Linked DNA regions of Gossypium arboreum: region 1 is linked to region 2. The links are chromatin contacts, called in public Hi-C maps. All regions are on one chromosome and are shown on one strand. Each heading gives the region's core, a stretch centred on a gene start, on an enhancer-like site or on the middle of the called end of the contact. The rest is flanking DNA. Distances are from core to core; before and after follow the strand shown.

The links. Hi-C and Micro-C count contacts between places; a contact is called where the count stands out from the background.
Region 1: a contact with region 2 is called in a Hi-C map of leaf, with 4 times the contacts expected there. The contact joins the promoter of LOC108479814 here to the promoter of LOC108479428 in region 2. A contact is called at or near these places in 2 of 5 Hi-C or Micro-C datasets (both in leaf).

What each region holds. Positions count from the first base shown.
Region 1 is chr11:67,836,962-67,840,658 of ASM2569848v2, forward strand. LOC108479814 (small GTPase LIP1) reads left to right here and starts at 1,533. Exons shown (of 7, transcript XM_053022027.1): 1 at 1,533-1,938; 2 at 2,076-2,189; 3 at 3,194-3,285; 4 at 3,371-3,512. The coding sequence starts at 2,099.
Region 2 is chr11:67,223,326-67,227,477 of ASM2569848v2, forward strand. LOC108479428 reads right to left here and starts at 2,657. Exons shown (of 7, transcript XM_017782010.2): 1 at 2,166-2,657; 2 at 1,636-1,721. The coding sequence starts at 2,289.

The DNA of each region.
Region 1 (3,697 bases), core at 283-2,782, 610 kb after region 2:
AAATAAAATTTTATCGGGTACCTTGAGAAAGCATTAAGCGATTCCATGGAAAAGGGAAGTGTGAAAATATATAAAATATCAAAAATTTTAAATATATTTTTATAATTTTTGAATCCTTTATTTTTTTATAAATTTTAATAATTTTGGAAAATTATTTTATTTCTAATTTATATTTTTAAATTTTAGAACTAAGAATAAATTGAAAGAATATATAAATATTGATGTTAAATTTATTTTCTTTTTACTTAAATCAAGATTTAATTAATAAAAAATAAATATTAAAGACTAAATTTATTATTATATCAAGTTCCATCACTGTTCCATTTTGTGATCAAAAGCACTTTAAAGATAAGGTGATTATCATGCGAAAGTGACTTAACGGGTGCAACTAAATTAACAACAAAAAAAAATTATCAAAACAAAAATGCATTAAAACTTGGGTAACTATATGAGTAATTTACATAAAGTTTACCTAAAAGAAAAGGGCTTAATGCACACTTTAGTCCTTAAAGTATACTGTTTTCTCCACTCTGGTCCTTAAAGTTTTTTTAGCCTACTTCAGTCCTTAACATTATCAGATGTTCCCAGTTTAGTCCCTAATGTTATCATACATTCCCGATTCGGTCCTTTGGATGTTAAAAAAAATTGGGCAACCAATCATATGTTGCCACATGTCATACAATGATGTCATCATTCGAGAAAAACCTTAAAAAATATTTAAAATTGCAAAAATCATTTTAAAATTAAAAATTACAAAAATATTAAGAAATAATATTTTTAGAAAATTAAAAACAATTGTAAAAATACTAAAACACTAAAAATATTAGAAACTTTAGTATTTTTAAAATTTTATAAATCACATTTATTAGAACTTGAATATGAGATCCTTGTCTCTTAGAAGGATATCACCTATAATAGTTATTTTACAATTTAATCAATCGATTTTATAATTGGTAGATATTTTAGGAGATAAATTTAGATAAATTTTTAATTATTTAAATAATAAAAATAATGTTATTTAAATTAAATAATCATTTAAATCATAAATAATATTATTTTATTATTTAAATTATTTTAAAAATTATCTAAGATTTATCACTTAAAATTTTAAAATATTAAAAATATTAAAATTTCTAAATTTAAAAAAACTTAGTAATTTATATATATTTTATTATTCAATTTTATAATTTTTATTTTTAAATAATTTTAATGATTTTTAATTTTTTAAAATATTTTTGTATTTTTAAATAATTTTCCATTTTTAAAGAATTTTTATAGTTTTTTCAATGATACGACACGATAATATCATTATGTGACATATGACAGTATATGATAGACTAAACATCCCAGCTGTTAGTTTTTAATGTTTAAATGATTAAATTGAGAATGTTTGATAATATTAAAAATTGAGGAGGGTTAAAAGAAAAACTTCAAGGACTAAAGTGAGAAAAGCGATATTATTGAGGAATTAAAGTGTACATTAAGCCAAAGAAAAATAAAAAGAAATTGAGATATCTTAAAAATTTGACGCGCATTCTAGCGCGTGTCTGATACATTCCTACTTCAAGCTTCTCTGTTTAATCAGTCGGTATCAACACATGAAAAAGAACCATACTCGATCCATCTTGAAAACCAAATTCTGGATCTGTGCTTAGCTTTCTTTCTTTATCTCTTTAATTTTTTCAATTTTCCTAATCTTCGTATGTACTCCACTTAAGACGTTGAACATTTTATTTCTGGAAAAATATAGTTTTAAACCCAAGTTTAATCGATTGACAAATTTAAAGACAACACCACTTCTTGCATTCCAATTGTAAAGATACCCATTGGCTTGTTAGATCCAATTTAGTTCAGAAATGATGGGTTTTTGGATCGTGGATTTGGGTGTAGATCTTGGGTGGATTTTGGTGTGAGATGGATATTGGTTTGAAATTTTGGGTACCCATTTCAAGAAATAATTACTGTGCTTTAAATTTGCGCCTGTTTGATGGGATTTGATTAGTATTGCAATTGCCTTAGAGTTCAGTTGGGTCATTTTTTGGACTAGATTTTTCTTGTTTTTTGTGTGCCAGAAGAAAGGAGAAAACAAGAAGGAAACATGTTTTGGAGGGAACGTGAGATGGAGAACAAAGAGCTTAATGGAGGACCTCCTTGTGGGCAGATTAGAGTTCTTGTCGTTGGTGATTCCGGTATCGAATTTTACTTTCTTTTCTTTCTTTCTTTTTTAGTCACAGAATCTTATGTTTTCATGTATTGTTTATGTATTTGCAAAATTTTCTGCTATTTTCTTTATGCATTTCTGTATGGAGTAACTGTTCAGGGTTTTAACGAGCTTGTATGCTTTAAAAGTATTATAATTGTAACTATACGAGAAGGAACATGCTTGATAGAGATATCTTGGTGTAGAAAAAACCATTGTTTAGCTATTGCTGATTTTGGATTGGCTAAACTTATGAATGTCAGCTTTTAGCCTCCCGAAGTGCAACTCTTGGAAAAAAGGACGTTTAATTTACCTGCCAAAATGTAAGGATAAGAGCATTTAAAGTAACAAATGATTTTATTTGCAAATCCAAATTTTGAGAGCTTGATCAGTGTGAAATAATAGACGAAGTTTATGGTGTGAAATAATTGCCTATCTCAGCTTTTGCTTGAGGAGATGTAGTGTGTTATATGCATGTATAATAAACGAATTTGGAGGCCATTGGAAAAAGGAATGGGATGGTGTATTAAGACTTGAAATAAAGGGAGAGAAGGTAGAATTCTTAGAGCTAACTTGGTAAGTTGAAGTTTTTCTCTTGGTATAAGAGGGAGCACTGTGGTTTGAACCTATATCCATTTTCATACCTATCCTTCCCTTAATGCTTGAGTTACACTTCAAGTTTGTTTGAAGGAAAATATGCATGGCCTTGGTGGAAGTACTTCAGTAATTTGTCATTGACACTTCTAATACTTTCTGTGTCATCAAACAGATCTTTGCAACAGATTTACTGTTTCATATTACTATTTACATTGATTTGTTTTTACTTCCTTGGTATTCCTGACACTATGTTAGGCTGTTATTAGGAAGTAAGGAGACTCTTGATCTACTGTTCTGTTTTATTTAGTTTCATGCTTAGATTAAATATAAAGATGTTTGTTTCCAGTTTTTTGTTAAATGCCGAACTTCAGATTGAAATCTTAGTCTTTTTGGCAGGTGTGGGGAAAACTTCTCTTGTTCATCTGATTGTTAAAGGTTCATCCACTGCTCACCCTCATCAAACTATTGGATGTACAGTTGGTGTGAAGGTAAGACTTAGTATTCCTTTATTGCTTTAAATAGAGCCAATTGTTTTAGTTCATTCACCAAGTAGCCACTAAAATCTCTACGCAGCATACAACATATGGTTGTCCTGGTAGCTCTTCAAGTAGCTTAAAAGGGGATGCTGAGAGAGTTTTCTTCATTGAACTCTGGGATGTGTCAGGACATGAGAGATATAAAGGTTGCAGATCTCTATTTTATTCACAACTTAATGGTGAGCATTTAATCTCTTTACTTGAGAAAATGTCTAAGTTCTTGATAATTGTTATAAAAAAATTTTCTGATTCTTAGCACGTAAGACTGGAAATCCAGTCTTTCTTGTGCATTTTTCTAAGTATTGGTTGGTTTACACTGTGTATGTTCTATTGGTTGGCTTACACTGACCTCAGACCATGGCTG
Region 2 (4,152 bases), core at 1,407-3,906:
GAAATAAGGTGCAAATGCATGTGTGTTTTCATGTGTCCCTCTGTGTGTATGTATGAAATATGCTTATGATATACGATTAAGATAACAAACTCTAAAACAGGCCAAGTTTATCCATAAAACATGCACAATTTTCTTTTTCTATTGTTGGTCAACATACATGATTTCCTTATGATCTTATGTGTATTGTTGTGTACTCAAATAACGAAAAGCAGAAAGTTAGATGTTATCCCTTTCTCACTATTAAAGGTGCATCTAGTGAAAAGTAAAGTTCAAAACAAATTAAATTAAAGAGAGCTTCAACCAAACTGATTCTTTTAATGCCTAACACCTTAACAAAAAGTGTGCCTAGGCACACCAAGCAAGCGCCTAATCAAATGCACCTTGTCCAAAAATATCCAAAGCACTTAATCAACTTTGTCCTATCTACTAATAGGTAAAGGTAGCCTTCAAGAAGGTAACATAGGTTAATTCTTGTTTAAGTTTTATTGATTGTTGTAAATGTTGTATAAATGTACAAACAATTTACCTATAAACTTTTCCTCTGATCTTTTCCAAGGGATTATCCAAGAACAACTGTAATAGACCGAACCATATTCAACAACTACTATGCTATTTATAAAGCAATTAGTGTCTCAGAAAATGTAATATAGCTGCATTTCTCAAAATTCTATTAAATTTTAGTATAACGTCCTTGGTTTTTGAGTTGATTATTCAATGTTTGGAGTTACATGTTATGCTTGAGGTTATTTCAATTTTCAAGCAATACAGCATGACGTTCTCCAAATTCCTGTTAGGGACACTTTAAGATGGACTATATTGGAAGCTATCAAAGTAACCTGAAATCATTATGCCTTTGTCTTTGTCTTTGATCAAGGCAAATTGGTAACCGGTATCAAATTGCTAGTAGGTTAAACTTTACACAATAGACAAACACTTAATACTTTATGCCTTTGTCCTTGATCAGGATCAAGATCAAGATCAACTGCATTTGTTAGATTGGGCTGGGAGTAACTGCTATTCGGTCTGCAACCACAATCCTCATTAATATAATGAATTTTTATATAGAATGAAGCTGATATCTGACCACATTACACAAATAGATTTAACATGAATTGGAATTTGTTCCCAACTTTTTATCTTTGTGATTTCATTATTGATCCAATTGTCAGCACACAAGATCTGCAATGCTTGTGCCATGAAAGAGTTATTTTAATTATCACAATGGAGGGGAAAAGACTAGGAGAAGGCTCCCCTTAAGTTAAATTCACTAAACTTGTTGAAATTTTTTTTTGGGGGGGGGGGGGGGATATAAAGTAAACGCAATTTTTGTTTCCATTACTGAACAAAGGACTAATGTTGCAGGTATATATCTTTTTTTATGTTGTATGATTGTCTAACTTTTTACTCCATTATAAGAAACAGGCAGAAAAAAGAAATTGAATCTAGATTATCAGAACAATTGCCATCCAGAAACTAACACAGCAACACTAGCATTGAAATTTAGTTCAAGCAATGAAATAACAGCTGTAAAGAAACGCACTCCTACAGACGCCAGTGAAACCATAGTACAAGTAAAGTATAAAGCACTCCAATTTCACTGTTCAAAAATGAAGAAAAGGGTATCAGTGTTTATACCTTTACAGCTCGCCAATGATCTAAACATTCCCGATGTACATATTTTGATGTTCCTTTGCACTTGCAAGGAGCAATAAAATCTCTACCTGAGGAAAACAATTGCACATTGAACTAGTTATTAGCACAAGTTCCTTCAAACAACACCCTTAGCAACAAAAATTAAGTTTTCTTTTTTTAATAATTATTAAACATTACTGTGTAGGATGACCAAAAAAAATTACTGCGAAGGAATTATTTAAAATAAAAAAAGGGAATTGAAAATAATTAAATTGCTATTTTTATCTTCTGTAAATTCGTTTAATAATCCAATCAGTTCGGTCGCCAAACGAAAAAATTGAACCCGTTATACTAGAGTGATGTACGTAGTTGAATTTTGAAGGCAAAAAAAGAGCAGAATTTTTTCGAGAGGAAGGCTTAAAATAAGCAAAGTGATCGTGATTCATAGCACAATCGATGAAACCAATTTTTTAAAATTTCTTTAAAAAAAGGAAGTTAAATTTGAGGAAATAGGGTTTAAAAGTAGAACATACCGTCGGTTTCGAGGCAAATTCGACACTGAATTTGATCGGCTGGACCGGCCTCGAGGTCGATCTCGCTGGGCTCGGTGATCGGTGGGGGAGCCATGAGAGGCAATTCCTCCGATTGATCGCTCATTGTCGATTAACAAATAAACAGAGGAAATAGCCGTTTTCGATAATAATAATTAATTAAGACGGAGTCTTAACACCTAGAAATTTATAGAGAGAAAAAGGAGCAATCTCGAATTTCTCTCCTCTGATTCTTGAAGCTGATACTGATGTCTTTTTTATGGTTCTTCCAGCGGAATTTCAACATCAGTAATTCAGTATGTATATTTTTTCTATTATTTTACATATGGATTCTTTTCTTTTCTTAATTTTGCAAGAAAACAGAAAGAAAACAAAGAAAAGAATTTAGAGATTTTGGATTTTCTTTTTTTGAGTTTTCCGGTAATAACCTTGACTTGCAAAACAATTTCTATCTTGTTTAAGGCTATACTACACAGTGGTGATATAATTTCCATAAATTTTCATTTTAGACATTAAAAATAAAACAAATCACAAATCAGACACTGTGGCTTACAATTATTTTATCTCAATCGCTAACTTTAAAAATTTTTACTTTGATTACTCGCTATTAATTCAATATTATTTTATGTCACTTAACTTTAAAAAATTTCATTTTTCCATCATTTTATCAATTTTAAAAATAATTTATTTTTCTTTTCTTATAATTAATTTTAGTTTTTAAGTAAAAGGAAAAACATGAGGGTTTATAGAGAGTTACTTAGGTTTTTAGTGGAAAATTTTGGATTTTTACAAAAAAATCATTTTCCTTTTTAGAATTAATTTTAATTTTTATGATAAAATGGAAAATTTGGGATTCTAAAAAAGAAAATTACTTGGGATTTTAAAATTATATTTTCAAGATTTTAAATTTAAAACCTTATTTGTTCGCAAACATTTTTAAACAAAATAAACATCCATGTAAAATTTTTTAAAAACTTGAAATTTTGTTTTAAAATTTCTTGTAATTTTCCATTAACTCTAATAGTCTAATAAGAAAAATATATGGTTAATATATTAGTTGCACCTAAAGTTACACTCACTTATTATTTTGATTTTTTAAAAAAATTGTATCAATTTAATACTTTAGTTTTAGTCCGTTACTAGTTTATCTCAATCGGACATTAAAAAGAGGTGACATGGCACGTTCAGTGTGCACCACATCACACAACTTTATTTTCTAAAATAAATTAAAAAAGAAAAGAAGATCAAAAAATCTCAAATTTTAAAATAATTAGAAAAAAATTAAAATTATATAAAACTCCTAGAAATTAAAAATATTTATTTTTATTTTTACAAATACATAAAACACAAAGAAGAGAGAAAATATAAAAAAAATAAACATATTCAGAAAAATCTCATATTTTTTAACAAATCAGACAAATATATGAAAAGTTATATAAAATTTCTAAAATTTAAAAATATATATTTTACATTTTAAAAATACATAAAAAATTTTAAAAAGCGAAATTACAAAAGTTATCAAAAATTCAAAAAATCTCAACCTTTTTTAAATCAGAAATAAAATATGGAAAGCTTTAAAATATGTGAATGAAAATCTAAAGCCATATTTTTACTGATTTTATAAAATAAAATAAAAGAATTACGCTTCTTGTATTTTCACACTTTTTTAACCTCGTGTATTTTTGAACAAAAATTATTTTTGTTATTTCTGGAGATTTTATACAACTTTCTATATATTTTTCGGATTTGTTAAAAAAATTAGATTTTTTGAATATGTTGACAATTTTGTACTTTATCTCTTTTTGTGTTTTATGTATTTTAAAATAATAAATAAGTTTTAAGTTTTGGGGTTTTATATAATTCTATACTTTATTTTATTTTTAAAGAAAATGAGAATTTTAATGATTTTTTTACTAATGTTCTTGTTTATCCTATTTCTTTTTTGAATTCATTTTTGAAAATTAAAGTT